Linked DNA regions of Mus musculus: region 1 is linked to region 2. The links are chromatin contacts, called in public promoter capture Hi-C maps. All regions are on one chromosome and are shown on one strand. The core of a region is the stretch at or near the end of the contact, and the rest is flanking DNA. Distances in the headings are between cores, read along the strand shown.

What was found. Capture Hi-C pulls out chosen DNA fragments and counts their contacts.
Region 1: a contact with region 2 is called in a promoter capture Hi-C map of liver, with 2.6 times the contacts expected there. The contact joins two enhancer-like sites. A contact is called at or near these places in 13 of 39 promoter capture datasets (the 3T3-L1 cell line, 3T3-L1-derived adipocytes, cranial neural crest and 8 more), 2 of 484 Hi-C or Micro-C datasets (cerebral cortex and ventral hippocampal neurons), 7 of 115 datasets of contacts at active chromatin or transcription factors (embryonic stem cells and stem cell-derived neural progenitor cells) and 4 of 9 other capture datasets (adipose tissue, embryonic stem cells, liver and 1 more).

Annotation. Positions count from the first base shown.
Region 1 is chr14:18,884,442-18,891,104 of GRCm38.p6, reverse strand. Ube2e2 (ubiquitin-conjugating enzyme E2E 2) reads left to right here. Exons shown (of 6, transcript NM_144839.2): 2 at 2,656-2,839. The coding sequence starts at 2,664. Among named protein-coding and RNA genes, the nearest start is that of Ube2e2, 6.0 kb to the left of the region's middle. Within about 2 kb of position 1,329, at least 6 of the 459 cell types and tissues checked have an H3K27ac peak or open chromatin away from gene starts, as enhancers often do. A contact at or near this core is called in liver, where this site is marked.
Region 2 is chr14:18,349,401-18,356,514 of GRCm38.p6, reverse strand. No RefSeq gene overlaps it. Among named protein-coding and RNA genes, the nearest start is that of Ube2e1, 21 kb to the right of the region's middle. Within about 2 kb of position 3,289, at least 12 of the 459 cell types and tissues checked have an H3K27ac peak or open chromatin away from gene starts, as enhancers often do. A contact at or near this core is called in liver, where this site is marked.

The sequences.
Region 1 (6,663 bases), core at 80-2,579, 540 kb before region 2:
TGAGAGCATCTAATCCTAAGAATGCTTCTTTCTGTTTCCCTGCTTATACATAAGCCTGCTTAGCTAGCATGCTATATAGCACATACTTACAAGGTTTTTAACTTTAGATATATTTTAACTCAAAGAAGCAAGCTGAGAAAGAATACAAATATTAAATCCAATAATAAGAATGTTAAAGTCAAATAAGAAAACCCAAGAAATATACTCAGGCTTTTAGAGCTAGACATGAAACATAGAGACATAAAATTTCGGTATTCTGTTAAGTGACTTTATTGCTCATAAAAGGTGTCTTAGCCGTGGGGAATGATGCTCTCCACTTACAAGAGAGAGGGAGAGCAGTCTCAATGTCCTGTGAGTGTGTGAGAGCTATTTGGACAGACTTACTGGATGTCATGAACAAAGGGACTAGGGATGAGGATGGTCATGTCATATGTAGTGTCTGTTGATGCTTTATCGCTGTGCTTCCTGCTTCTTCCAGTACTGTGCTGTGCATATTTGTCTTATAAGCTTCTCATAGAAAACTTTCAGTCTGTTAAAGGCCTGCATTTAGAAAAGCTACCATGGTTTTGAATAAACTCTAGGATGAGCTGATGGTGATGAATGTTGATCAGAAGTACTGGGTCATGCCTTTGAACTAGGTAATGATAATAATAAATTGTATTTGAAGTGTCTGTTTTTTGTGTGTACTGAAGTTTGCTCTTGACCATGTCAACAACAGTTTTATTTCAGTCTTAATTTAAGAGTAACCAAAATGGATCCTTTTCAAGAGGACTTTGGATAAAACTCTTTCTCTTTATCTCTTCCCTTCCCCATGTATGTGTGTTTTACCCTTGATGGTGGTGGTGGTGGTGGTAGTGCTGGTGGTGGTGATGACTCTAGTCACAGGCAGTCTCGTTTTTCAAAAGCATGTCTGAGCTGAAGCTATATGATACTCAAAGTGATTACTGGTGACTTGAGGCCCTGTAGAGTCTGAACATGACTTTTGTCAGTTTCATTCTAGGTCTGTCAGCTTGTTAGGTCATACAGGATGTGATAGTAAGGACCAACCTGGGGCTGATTATAATACAATGAGATTGGAGAAGGGCTATCCATTTCTCAGTGCATTTTTGTGTCACTATCTAGGTTATAACGGCTACCTAGGTATCAAAGTATTACGGGAATTGAGTTAGTCATCAGAGCTGCTCCAGGAGCATGAACTCAAAGCAAAGTGAATTCTGAACCTCTAGGGAGATTTCCTCCAGACTGGGAAAAAAGGAATCCTTCAGTGTCTCGGTACACTCTCTATCTGTTGTGCAACATGGTTGCCTAGTCGAGCTGGATCAGAGCCCACACCCTCCTAAGCTTCAGTTCTTATTTAGGATCACATGGTTTCTGTTCTGTTATCACAAAGGTTACTTAAAACAATTTCCCAGCTTAGAGGATTTTAAGCTTGGCTCAGCTCTAAGGATGTATTGATTGGATATTAGCGTGGCAGTACCACTCTCTCTCAGCCCTGTGCCTTTTTACACCGACTTGTCAGGACACTTTGCAGGTCTCTTTACCTGTCTGGACATCTCATAGCTGAGCCCAAAATGCTTCTCCCAGTGCCTATAAAAATTAGGCTCTCAGTCCTTTCTCTCCCCCCCCCCCCCTATTTAAAATACTTATTTTATATTCTGTGTATCGATGTTTGTTTGCATGTATGTCGTGCACCATATATATGCCTGGGTGCCGAGGGAGGCCAGAGAGGGTGTCATATCACCTGGAACTGGAGCTATAGCCCATTGTGAGTTACCATGTGTGTGTTAGGAATTGATTCCAGTCTCTCTGGAAGAGCAGCCAGTTTTCATAACCCCTGAACTCTCTCTCCAACCCCTTCTGGTTTATCTTGTGCCAGTTCTTTTGAGATATAATTTACCTTATAAAAGTAACCCCCTCCATTTTTGTAAATGCTGGCGGTTGAACTTTGCTGAGTGTGCACTGTCCAAAATGCCCCTCCAGCCCCAAGGCTGCCATCTTAAAAGGTATAACTTAGCCTAGGGATTGCAGGTAGCTCAATGGCAGCACCTGCCTATCATGCCAAGATCCTGAGTTGAGTCCTCAGCAGTACAAAGCAAAGCAGAACTCCGAGGCTTTTCTACTATAAGCACTAGTTAATTTAAGAATATTATTATCACTCAGTAGAAACTTTCTGCCCATTAGAAAACACTTTCCTGTACTGTCTCTACATTCCCACCATGTACCTGTCTAGACATTCCTTACAAATGAGCTTGTACAGTCTGGTCCTTCTGGCTGGCTTCGCTCACTTAGCATAAAGATTCAAGATCTTTCTGCTGAAGCTTGCAGATGCCAGACTTCATTTGTTTCTGTGCCTGAGGTATATTGTCATGTGGATGCACCATGCTTTACCCGTCAATTAGAGAACATTTGAATTGTTTTTACTTTCTGCCTTGTGAATAAAATTGCTACCAACATTTGTTTCTAAATTTTCCATGAATGCAGAGAAGAGAGGTTTTAGCAAACCCCAGAGTTATTTGTTCTATAAATGGGCAATTCTCATTTTTATACCTAATTATACTTCTTTTGTTTCATGGGCTCTGTTTCTCTTCATTATGAACATACCTTGTTGTAGTCCCTACCACAGCAGAATAAATGACATGCCATTCTTTAATCCAGGATCTAAGATGTCCACTGAGGCGCAGAGAGTTGATGACAGTCCAAGCACTAGTGGAGGAAGTTCTGATGGAGATCAGCGGGAGAGCGTTCAGCAGGAACCTGATCGAGAACAAGTTCAGCCTAAGAAAAAGGAGGGGAAGATATCCAGCAAGACAGCCGCGAAACTGTCAACCAGTGCCAAAAGGTAGCCAGCCGTTGTTAGCACTTCATTTGAATTTCCTTCCTTGTACTTAGTTGATTTTCTGGACTGAAGGTCATAGGGTTTATAGATTGTCTCCCCTTTTATATGATGTGGTCTTTTAAAAATGTGCTTTTTAATTGTGGAAACCTTTTTAAAGTCATGGCATATTATAAAATTGGCACTTGTAGTGTTTTGAAATATTTATATCTTGATAGAAAATGTGGGTAGGACATTATAAACGTATAATTTGATTTATGGTTATTTGATTGTGAATATATGCTCAATGACACAGAATTGGCATTGAGAATCTCTTGGCTGGGGCTGGGGAGTGAGGCTGATGGCTTAGTGAGAACAGTGTTGGTTGCTGAGTTTAGATTAGCATCACCCATATAAAAACTGGGAATGGTATGCACATTTGTAATCCCAGCGCTCTGAGAGGAGGTGTGTGTGGTATGTGTGTGTGTGTGTGTGTGTGTGTGTGTGTGTGTGTTGGACACAGGTGGATTATTATAGCTTATTGGCAATCAAATCTTGTCCAGTTAATGAGCTCCAGATTTAGTGAAGAGATCCTGTCTAAGCAACAATGAAAACTGAACCAATACAAACAGGGAGTGATAGGGGAGATAACTTCTGTGGCTAACACATACATGCACATGAACACACACAATCTGTTGAAGTAATTATTAAGTGATAATTTAGTATCTAATCTCCTTGTTGGTAAGGTCAGAAATGCTAGTATTAATGCATCTTGAGTTCATTACATTAGGTGGTAGTGGTGGTGGGTTGCTCCTGATGCAGATTTCTTCTTTCCCTAGAAGACAGAAAGATCTTGAAAGAGGTACTTGGATGTTGGTCTATCACTACTTTAACCACTTACAGTGATTGGCATGTCGGCGGGCTTAGAGGGAATCTGATTTGATAAGGTTACATCATAGCTTGGTGCTTGGAAGATAATTTGAAAGGCAGATTATATTCAGTGGACTCACGTTTGTTTGTGATTTTATACTCTTTAATACATTTTAAAAAATAAAAATACCAAATAAGAAGTAGGGCTTAACATTAACATTAACATTAACATTCTTTTCACTACACATAACTTCAGGTACAGGAAACTCTCCGAATGTTGGATGACAGCTTTATGAGCCATTGGATAATAGGAATTATGGAACTCCTTTCCTATAAAAACAAAAACTGTGTGTCCTTCCAACTTCTCCTATCCACAGGCCTGGGATGAATCTTTGCAGGCCCTCTGGTGAGAGTTATGGTGACTGGTCAGCAAGCCATTTAAACCAGCTAGATGTAGGATGTCCAGCCTTTTGGTAGCATGCTCTACAAATGTTTTAGACCACAGTCCTAGCTGTCCTAGATGCATGCAGCCTGTCCCTGTGTATGCTTCCTGAATATTCACTTTTTCCTTGCCAGGATCTCTTACTACTGTTGAGGGAATTACATGAAGTCAGATAGCTCCAGGTATTCACCAGTTTAGATTGGAACATGATAGGGCAGGGAAAATGCTTTTGTTTCTTTATGCTGTTATACCCCATGTCCAAGGAGACTTCTCACGGTGATCTCTCTCCTTCTATGGCACAACATAAAGTGACCTGCTCCTGCCAAGTAGGGCTGGGGCAGGGTAGACAAGAAAGATCAGGAGTGGAGAAATACAATGTTTAGGGAGGTGGATGGGTAATACTGTTCAGTTGAGATCTTATGCAGTTTCATCTCGAAACTCACATCCAGCCCTGGGCTATTGACTCAGGACTGCTTCAGGCATTTAGTTAAGGGGAGAGAGAAGAGAGGGCTAGACAGGTCTGTGGGGAACACACCTGTTGAACTGTCCTTGACTCTTCTGTGATTGATAATCACTAGAGATTTCTCTTTTATCTAGCTGGGAGCATCCCTACCAAAAAAAAAAAAAAAAAAAAAAAAAAAACAAAAAAGTCAAGACAGCCTTTGAAGGAAGGTATACTGTTTAATGTGGACCTTTCAAGTTCATGGTTCATCTTTTAATCCATTTACCACAATGTTTTAGAAAGCACACCCCAGTGATTTCATGAAAAAACTATGGAAGGAAGACCATCTCCAAATAAAGGAAAAACTGACTTTAGAGAGGTTATCTGTGCCTAGTCCAGGGTAGTACCAGCTTGACACCCAATAGGAAGTAATACAAATACCACTACAGTAAAAGGCATCTTTTAGCTGCTTCTCCGAGAAAGCAGTCTCTTCACTGGCAAAATCATTCTGTTTAGCCTGTGATCAATGCGTGTCTTTTAGGTTCCCTGATGATTTACAGGTGGCAGTATGTGATCCCATTTACTATGGGTTTTGTGTGTAAAAACGCTGCTTGTTTGATAAGTGGTTTAAGAAATGAAGGTTTGTTGTCAAGGTTCCAAGAATGTGGGAATATTGAGAATAGTGGGGGGAAAAGAGATCCTACCTTCATCCCCACACAGTAGCACTGTCCCTGCCCAGGGCAGCCAGCTCAGTCATGTCTTGCTGTTCTACAGCTCTGAGCTTGTCTTGGGTAGCGGAGTTTCAAAATAAAATTTTAATTTGTATTTAAGAGAAATGAAGAATCAATGTTTAGATGAAAAGTCTTTCTAAACACCATTATTCTATGAGATAAGCAGTAACAGTAAAAGGCTTGGGCTTGGTACCCAGGTTGTAATACTTCGCAGCTCTCTGACCTGAACATAACCTATTGTCTCTAGTCGTAGTTTCCTCTTGTTTCAGTTTTGGGGATGTACTTGAGATAGACTCAGACTGTGTAGCCAAGGCTGGCTAGAAACTTAGCATACAGCCCAGGCTGGTGTTGAACCTGAGATCCACCTACGCCAGTATCCCAAGTGCTAGGATTACAGGTATGCTAGCATGCCCAGCTGACTCGGTTTTCTCTTTTGCTGTGGTGATTTGGAATGTTGTAAGTATCTTGCTTATAGTAACCTCTAGAAAATGGGTGCCATCAGTTAGACTTTATGCCACTTACTGCCGTGAGGCTATCCGTCAGTTCCATTTAATACAAACATTAACCTGGGGAACTTAGTGTTGTCACTAGGGCAACTCGGATGCAGTAATTAATCCATTTTGTAGTAACTCAGGAAAAGGGCTTTTCACTTAGGGGCTCAATTCCTAAGTGAATTGTAATGCTAGGATTGTTGGATTAGTAATTACTATAATAAATGTACTATAATTATAGAATTAATGTATTTTAGAAATGTTTCCTTAGAATATCTCATTTTTGAGGTTGCAGAACAGTTCCGTATTGAAACAGTAGTCTGAGCTTTTGTCCTTTCTAAGAGGGAAGGTGCATTTCCCTTTGAGAGCAGTTTTATTTCAAAGCCTGGAGTGTTTCTACCTCATTTGCTTCTCTTAGAGTGCCTACACTGCTCTGTGATATTTGCAGATATGTACTTAGACATTTATGTGATGTCTAATGTGACAAATGTGTAGTTTTGATTAAATTACTAGTCACCGCCATAAAACATCTATTTTGAGGTCCTCATTGAATCAAATACTTTCACATTGATATTTTGATAAATAATGAATTTTAGATCAGATTTATTCCAAATTAGTTTTTCTCAGAGTTGATATTATAATGTTAGTGAGATTTCAGTGAAGTGCCAATTTAGGAAGAGTATTTGGTTTTCAACTTCATGGTTTTGTTAGGCTGAAAGGTGGATTTCAGTTGTTCTAATGTGGTTTTCCGTTCTATGATGAACTCAATGAAGTTTGCTTGTAATAACTGTGTTTTTTTTTTCTTGAAGAGTGTATTTTAAAACTTTTCAGTGTTTTGGAGTCAGCAAGCATTTTACAGTTGATGCTCACACTTA
Region 2 (7,114 bases), core at 2,040-4,539:
AGAACCTGAGCTTGAGGAGCATAAAGAGTGAGCAGCCAGGCTACATGACATCATTATCTTTTCTCCCTCTGGGACCCGAGCGTGAGATGGCAAATCTCTCAAGACAAGCATGTGACTCCTTTCTGGGAGGAGAGATTCATGCAGAGATAGACGTTCTGTTCCTTAGTGTGTGAATTAGAATCTGCATCTTGAATGTATAAGCACAGCACAGCCTCTACCCTCATGTGACAGAAAGAATCTTCTCCATAAAACGTCACCCAAGGGAGGGATGATGGCTCTCACTCAAAGAATCCAGATCCTGAATACTAGGACTATTTTTAGGTTGCTTTACCTAATGTCAAGGTGGCACTTCAGAGTCATTTGCCCTTTCTAAGGAGGCCACTGAAGTAGCACCTTCATTTCCCCAGCAGTGGCCAGCCATGGGGATCTTGAAAAGCAAGTTCCCAGAGAATTCTTTGTGAATTCTGGAAGCATCATAGGCCACAGTTCTGGGGACCTGAGACCAGGGTGAGGCAGGGAGTGCCATAGCATAGACAAGGGCTTGAGCAGGACAGCTATTTCGGGAATGTACCAGAAAGCATTCCTACTACGTACGTAATTCAGTTTAATCCCTGAAACTGGACTTTGATTTTTAACTTAAAAACTTCACCAGGGTCATGCTTCCGCATAACTCTGTGTCTGAGTGTGTCCTATTCTCATTTAGCTTGAAATGTTTAATTCTTAAATTTCACCACTCTAAGGCTTTCAACTGACTAAGCACGTGATCTGTCTCCCTTTCCCTCCAGTCCCTCTGAAGTGTCAGAAGGAATGTGACAGTCACAGGAGCCTGCCACAGCACTGGGCACTAGGAGCACACCTCAGAAACACCACCAGTGAGGAACCGTGCAGAAGATAAGCAGGAAAATTTCATGCTGTGGGGGATCAGCACCCTACCATTGAATGGGTGACCCTTCCACAGAATCACACATCAGATATTTACATTACAATTCACAACAGCAAAATTACAGTTTTGAAATAGCAATGAAAATAATTTTATGCCTGAAAGTCACCTCAACAGCAATGGAAAGGTTAAGAATCACTGCTCTAGAGAAACAGAACTGACAAAATGAGCATACATACGGGATTTACTCAGGTGATTTACAAGCTGTGGTCCAGCAAATCCTACAATAGCTGTCTACCAGTGGAAAGTCCAAGAATTCTGTAGTTGCTCATTCTGATAGGCCAGATGTCTCAGCTGGTCTTTAGTATACACTGGAATCCCAAAGAAGTAGGCTTTAATGCCAATGAAGGAATCCACGTGCCGGCAAGAACAAGAGCGAGCAGATGAAGAGCTTCCCTTTTTCATGTTCTTTATACAGGCTGCCAAGACAAGGTGTGGCCCAGGTTAAAGCTGTATCTTCCCACCTCAGAAGATCTGGATTAAAAGTGAGTCTTCCTATTTCAGATTATTTAGTTTTAAAAAAGAAAAAAGTCAGAGGTGTACCCAGCCATTTGGGTTTTAGTTAATTCCAGATGTAGTCAAGTTGACAACAAAGAATAGCCATTCAACAATGTGTTCCCCTAATCCAGGTGCGGCTAGCCAGTAATCCCATCACTTGGAAGCTGCACAGCAGGACGTTGTAACCCATGCTGTCAGGACTATATAGGGAGACCCTGTTAGAGAAAGGGGGGGGGGGGGAAGGGGAGAGAGAGAGAATAGAGACACACACAGAAAGAAAGACAGAAAAGGAAAGGGGAGAGAGGGGAAAGTAGGTAGGGAAGAGAGAGGATGAGAGAGAAAGCAGGACAGATGAAAAAAGAGGAGACAGGTGAGAGAGAAGATGGGGAAGAGAGAAGAAGAGATAGGGAGAGGAAGGCCAAGATAAAGTACTTAATCCCAGCAATTTAGAGGCAGACTAGCTAAAACTACATAAGCCTTGTCTTAAAAAACAAACAAACAAACAAAAAGCAAAAAAAAAAAAAAAAAAAAAAAAAAAAAAACCTCACAGTAGAAGCATGGGAAAACCTCCAAGAAAAGAGACATCAGTCAGGAAGTCCAGCAGAGAGGGAGACGGACAGACATACGCGAGATGCTGGGAGGGAAGATAAGGCAGTGCTAGACTATGGTGTAAAGTGAGAACAGGGCCTCTGTGGGGTACCTACTGTGCTAGATGAGCCTCTAGGGAGTCAAAGGGAACATGAAGGATGAGAGGGGAAGAGCAGAGGCTACAAGCAGGGGAGCAGAGGAACTGGTTCAAAGGAGAGGGACCAGGAAATGGTGCCAATGGCCTGGAAAGAGGCTGTGAGGGGCAGGGCAAGGACAGAGAGAAGAGATGATAGATGTATGAGTGTCCCTGTGGCTTTGCTCAGAACTGAGAAAGTGATAGACGTTCTGAGTAGTAAGTGAGCAGATCTGATCTGTGATCTGTCCAGACAGGACTGGTGGAGGCCACAAATGGAAACAGTATGGACTGCTTTGTACACTGGACCCTGACCTACATCCTGCTTGGCTGTCAACTGAAGGGTAAGAAGAATCCTCAAACAAGGCCCTGGCAAGCCTCTGCTTCTTGTATTGCCTGTCCAGGCAGGCCTGTTCCCTATCTATCTCTCACCTCACTAGCCTTCCTGAGAGAGAAATCTCTAGGCATGCCTGTTCCCTGTCTACCTGTGCACTCCACTAGCCTTCCCAAGAAAAAGTCTCCAAGATATGAGCTCTCCCCTTGTACAGATGCTTTTCTCCCCACTGGAGGGCAGAGTCCCAGTCCCGGAAGCTCCACCAACAAGATGTCACAGTTCTCTGCTCTGCACTCCCGTGGCTTGGCAGTGCAGTGCCCTCTTGCTCCTTGGGAAGCAGCCTTGATGAGCACATGCCAAAAAAGACAAACTTTGATTCAGAAAGCTGGTTTACTTAGAATTGTAGTGACTGTGATCACCTACAGGACAAAGATCTCGGGGTCAGCCTAGTGCAACAGGCAGCTCTCCCAGGGACACTTTTGAAAACAGGTTCCTTTTGCTGGAGATGTAACTCAGTTGACATCGTACTCACCTAGCAGGTATAAATCCTACATTCCAGCTCCAGCACTATATAAAGAAGTCATGTTAGCACAAGTCTGTACTCTAAGCACTCAGGAAATAGAGATGGATAAGATCTTGCTGGGCCAGATGAAACTATGTCTAGAATAAAGAAAGAAACAAACAAACAAATTCAAATAAAGAAATATAAAAATAGCATAGACAGGGATCGGGGGCATTGGGAGAAGATGCTTAGCTTGCATCACGAGGCAACTACCACTTCCCTGCCTCCTTCTATTACTTCCTTTGTCAATGCATTCATTTACTCACCCAGTACATTTATTAGATGCTTACTGTGTGCCAGCTACACACTGAGAACTTGGCAATGGAGACAAAAATAAAGACACTATGCCATTTCTACAATGTGGGGTATGTGTGTGTGTGTGTGTGTGTGTGTGTGTGTGTGTGTGTGTGCAAGAACATACGTGGAACAAATCTGAAAAGGAAATACAACTATTTCTGAGTTTATCCCAAGTGGTAGATTGGTGGTGTTTTTATGTTTTTATTACTTGAAGTCCTGTGTCTACTTATTGCTATCATTTATGCAGACATGATCATGTAAAAAATTTTAAAGTCTTATGTAAATGCATAAGAAAAGACCACGAAGTTCCAGTCACCTAACACATTTCAGCTCCCTGAACTCTTTTTATCTTTTTATCTTCTGAGTCTTGCTCTGTAGCCCTAAAATAACCATTCTCTTGCCTCTACCTCTCAGCTAGATCACAGGCAAGTATATAAACTTTCAGCAATCCTAGGTCCATCTTTATTTTGTAGATGAATGAATGAGCCTTAAAAAGGTTAAAAAAAAAAAAAAAAGATTCCCAGGAGGTCAGAATGTGAACAGGCTGCCATGTATCGAGAGGGAAGGAGCTTCAATGGAAGATCTGCACTGTTATAACGCAAACTGTCACAGAAAGTTGACAAGCCTGGGAGGTTTCTAGCATACAAGCTCCCAGATGCCACTGTACCTGGACTGCACAAGGACAGTAGGGCGTGGAATCTGAGAAAGTCCTGACTCCAAAGGACGGGCGGAGACTTAACTCCCTTTTCTGTGCTCAGGTTTCTTCAGTCATCTGTAAGGCAGATGCTATTTTCTACTGCCAGGGTGGTTAGGAAGACAAGCAAAAGAAGGTAAAGAAGAAGGAGAGACATCCACAAAGCCCAGTGCCTGGTCATTCTAAGAGCAAGCAAAGACCCTTTGCACAAACCCAAGCTACCCTATCTTCATTCTCCACTCCCCCCAGCCTTACTGGAAGCCATCAATGCCCCTCTTATTACAGCTTGCCCAAGAACAGCCTTGACTTAACCACATGGAGATGTAAATATTGTCCTAGAGGCCTCTGTTTGCTAGGAGGCCTAGGAAAATACTGGATCTTTCTTTGCTGGAGAGATTGTTTACTTTTTCTTTTCTTTCTTTCTTTCTTTTTTTTTTTTTTTTTAAGACTTGGTTGAAAGGACTGATAATAAAATTTATATTCTTGGGGCTGGTGAGATGGCTCAGGTAAGAGCACTGACTGCTCTTCTAAAGGTCATGAGTTCAAATCCCAGCAACCACATGGTGGCTCTGTAATGAGATCTGACGCCCTCTTCTGGTGTGTCTGAAGTCAGCTACAGTGTACTTATGCATAATAAATAAATCTTTGGGCCAGAGCAAGTAGGGACTGAGTGAGCACAGTTGGCCAAGCGAGCAGGGTTGACCAGAGTGAGCAGAGGTCCTAAAAACTCAGTTTCCAGCAACCACATGAAGGATCACAACCAACTATCTGTACAGCTACAGTGTACTCACATACATAAATTAAATAAATCTTTTTTAAAAATTATATTCTTAAGCCACCAGGACAATTTTCTGGACAAACGTATGTTTTGAAAATTAGTACATAGACAGGCAAGCTCAAATGTGCATGTGTATGTGCACATACACAAATACACACACACACACATTAATGCAAAGAAAATGGGAGGGATAAAGCAAGGCAATTTCAATAATTTCTCAGATGCAGAGAGTTATGGGGACAAAGGAGGGCCAATTAAAGTGAAGGTTGTGTCATTTCTCTGAGTTAGTCTGCTGGAGGGACTTGAGCTCCTACAAAAATACTAATGAACTAACCTGCACTCAACATGGAGGAAGTACATGGGCCAGAATTCCTCTGAAAAGAATCATAAGCATTTTGTGCTCCTGTCTGCTGCCATGTGTGTGTGTGTTTGTGTGTAGAAAGAAGGCGGGACCTTCCAAATGGTACTGCTGAGACCACCTGCTCAAGAGCCACTCTGATTTTCACCTCTCCCTCTGTTTCTCCAAATTCAATCCGCCAGTTCCATCCCCAGCTCTGCAACAGATCTGCCTGCAGCAGCCTTCTCCCTCCCCACTGCCCTTGCCCTTCTCCCATCTCCTGTGGATCCATAGATATTTTCCTCCTAACATGTCCACACACATACACTCAGAACTTTATCCAGCCCGCAACTGCAGCAAGCATTTCCCTGCAAACCCATAGGCCACTCCTGACAGGGAAGAAAGTAGGCTGACTGCAGATCTTCACCTCTTCTTCTGTTCCTTCAGATCCCCTAGGCCCATCCCCCAAGCCTGTAGCAGAACACCTGCTGTGTTCTCCTTTTTTTTTTTTTTTTTCCTCTCTGACTCCATCCTCAACCAACAGATCTTGTTCTTCCTTTCAGGCCAGCCAGAGATATGCAGTGAAACCCTGTCATTAAAAAAAGCAAACAGCACCTGAAGTTGTCCTCTAGCCTACACACACACACACACACACACACACACACACACACACACACACACAGGGGTTGGGGGGAGGTGAAAGAGGGAGAAGAGAGAGAGAGAAAAAGAGTGGGGGAGGGAGAGAAAAATACAAAAAGAACGAAGTGATTTCTCAGACATGTGGTCTTCTCAGAAGTTGAGACTGGGCTGCTGGCCTTTCTCCCTGGGTTTCAGGCCTTGCTCCCTTGGCTGCTGGAGCAGCCTAGATTCTTGGAAGCCCTTCTGACTGGACTTTGTTTTGTTCCTGTGAGAGCAGTAGAGATTTCTGAATCTTCTCCCACTGCTACCCTTCTTGATAAAGATCCTAAGCCCCTTCATCTAGGCACAACCAGCTTTAGGAAGATGGAAGAGGGAGGAGCCAGAGTTTAAAATCATCCTAAACTACACAGTGGGTTCAAGACCATCCTGGGATACATGCCATCTGAAAAAAGCAAAACAAAACAAAACAACAACAACAACAACAACAAAACCAAATAAATGAGGGCTGGAGAAATGGCTCAGAGGCTAAAAGCACAGAATACTCTTGCAGAGTACCCAGATTCAGTTCCAAGCACCCACGTGGCAGCTCACAATTGTTGTGATCATAAAAAAGAGCAAGATCTATAAGAATATGTTCTGGCGGAGTGTGGGGGAAGGGGGCGCCGTGCAGAGGCCCATGCAGAGGCATCCCATCCCCCTGAGGGACCAGACACACACTAGTATAGTATAGAGTTTATTTAGGGCATGGAGAGGGGGGTTATGAGAGTAGTAGAGGCAGAGAAAGACAGAGAGAAGGAGAGAGACATAGAGGCCAGTCCTGACCACGTGGAGGGAGGGAAGAAGAGAATGGAGAGAGAGGGGAGCAAGAGGGTAAGAGGCAAGAGAGAGGCAAGAGCCTAAGAGGGAGAGAAGGTGCCAAGCAGCTCCTTTTATAGTTGGTCAAGACTACCTGGCTGTTGCCAGGTAACTGTGGGGAGGAGCACACCTGGCTGCTGCCAGGAACTGTAGGAGTGGAGTTTAGACAGAATACCAACAACAATGGTCTTTAACTCCAGTTTCAGGAGATGTGCTAACTTCTCACCTCCAAGGGCATCAGGCATACACATGGTTCCCAGGCATGCAAGTCACACAGCCATACACATAAAAATAATCTTTTAAAAAATGAGTGTGTGTTTGTGTGTGTGATTTATAGGGTTAAAACTGTCAGCAAATCCCTGTGAATTTCTGATTTGAAGCAAGAGTGGAAAGGCAAAAAGAAGCTGCCTTTATGTATCTCAACCTGGACTTGAACTCATGAGCAGATCTCTTCCACCT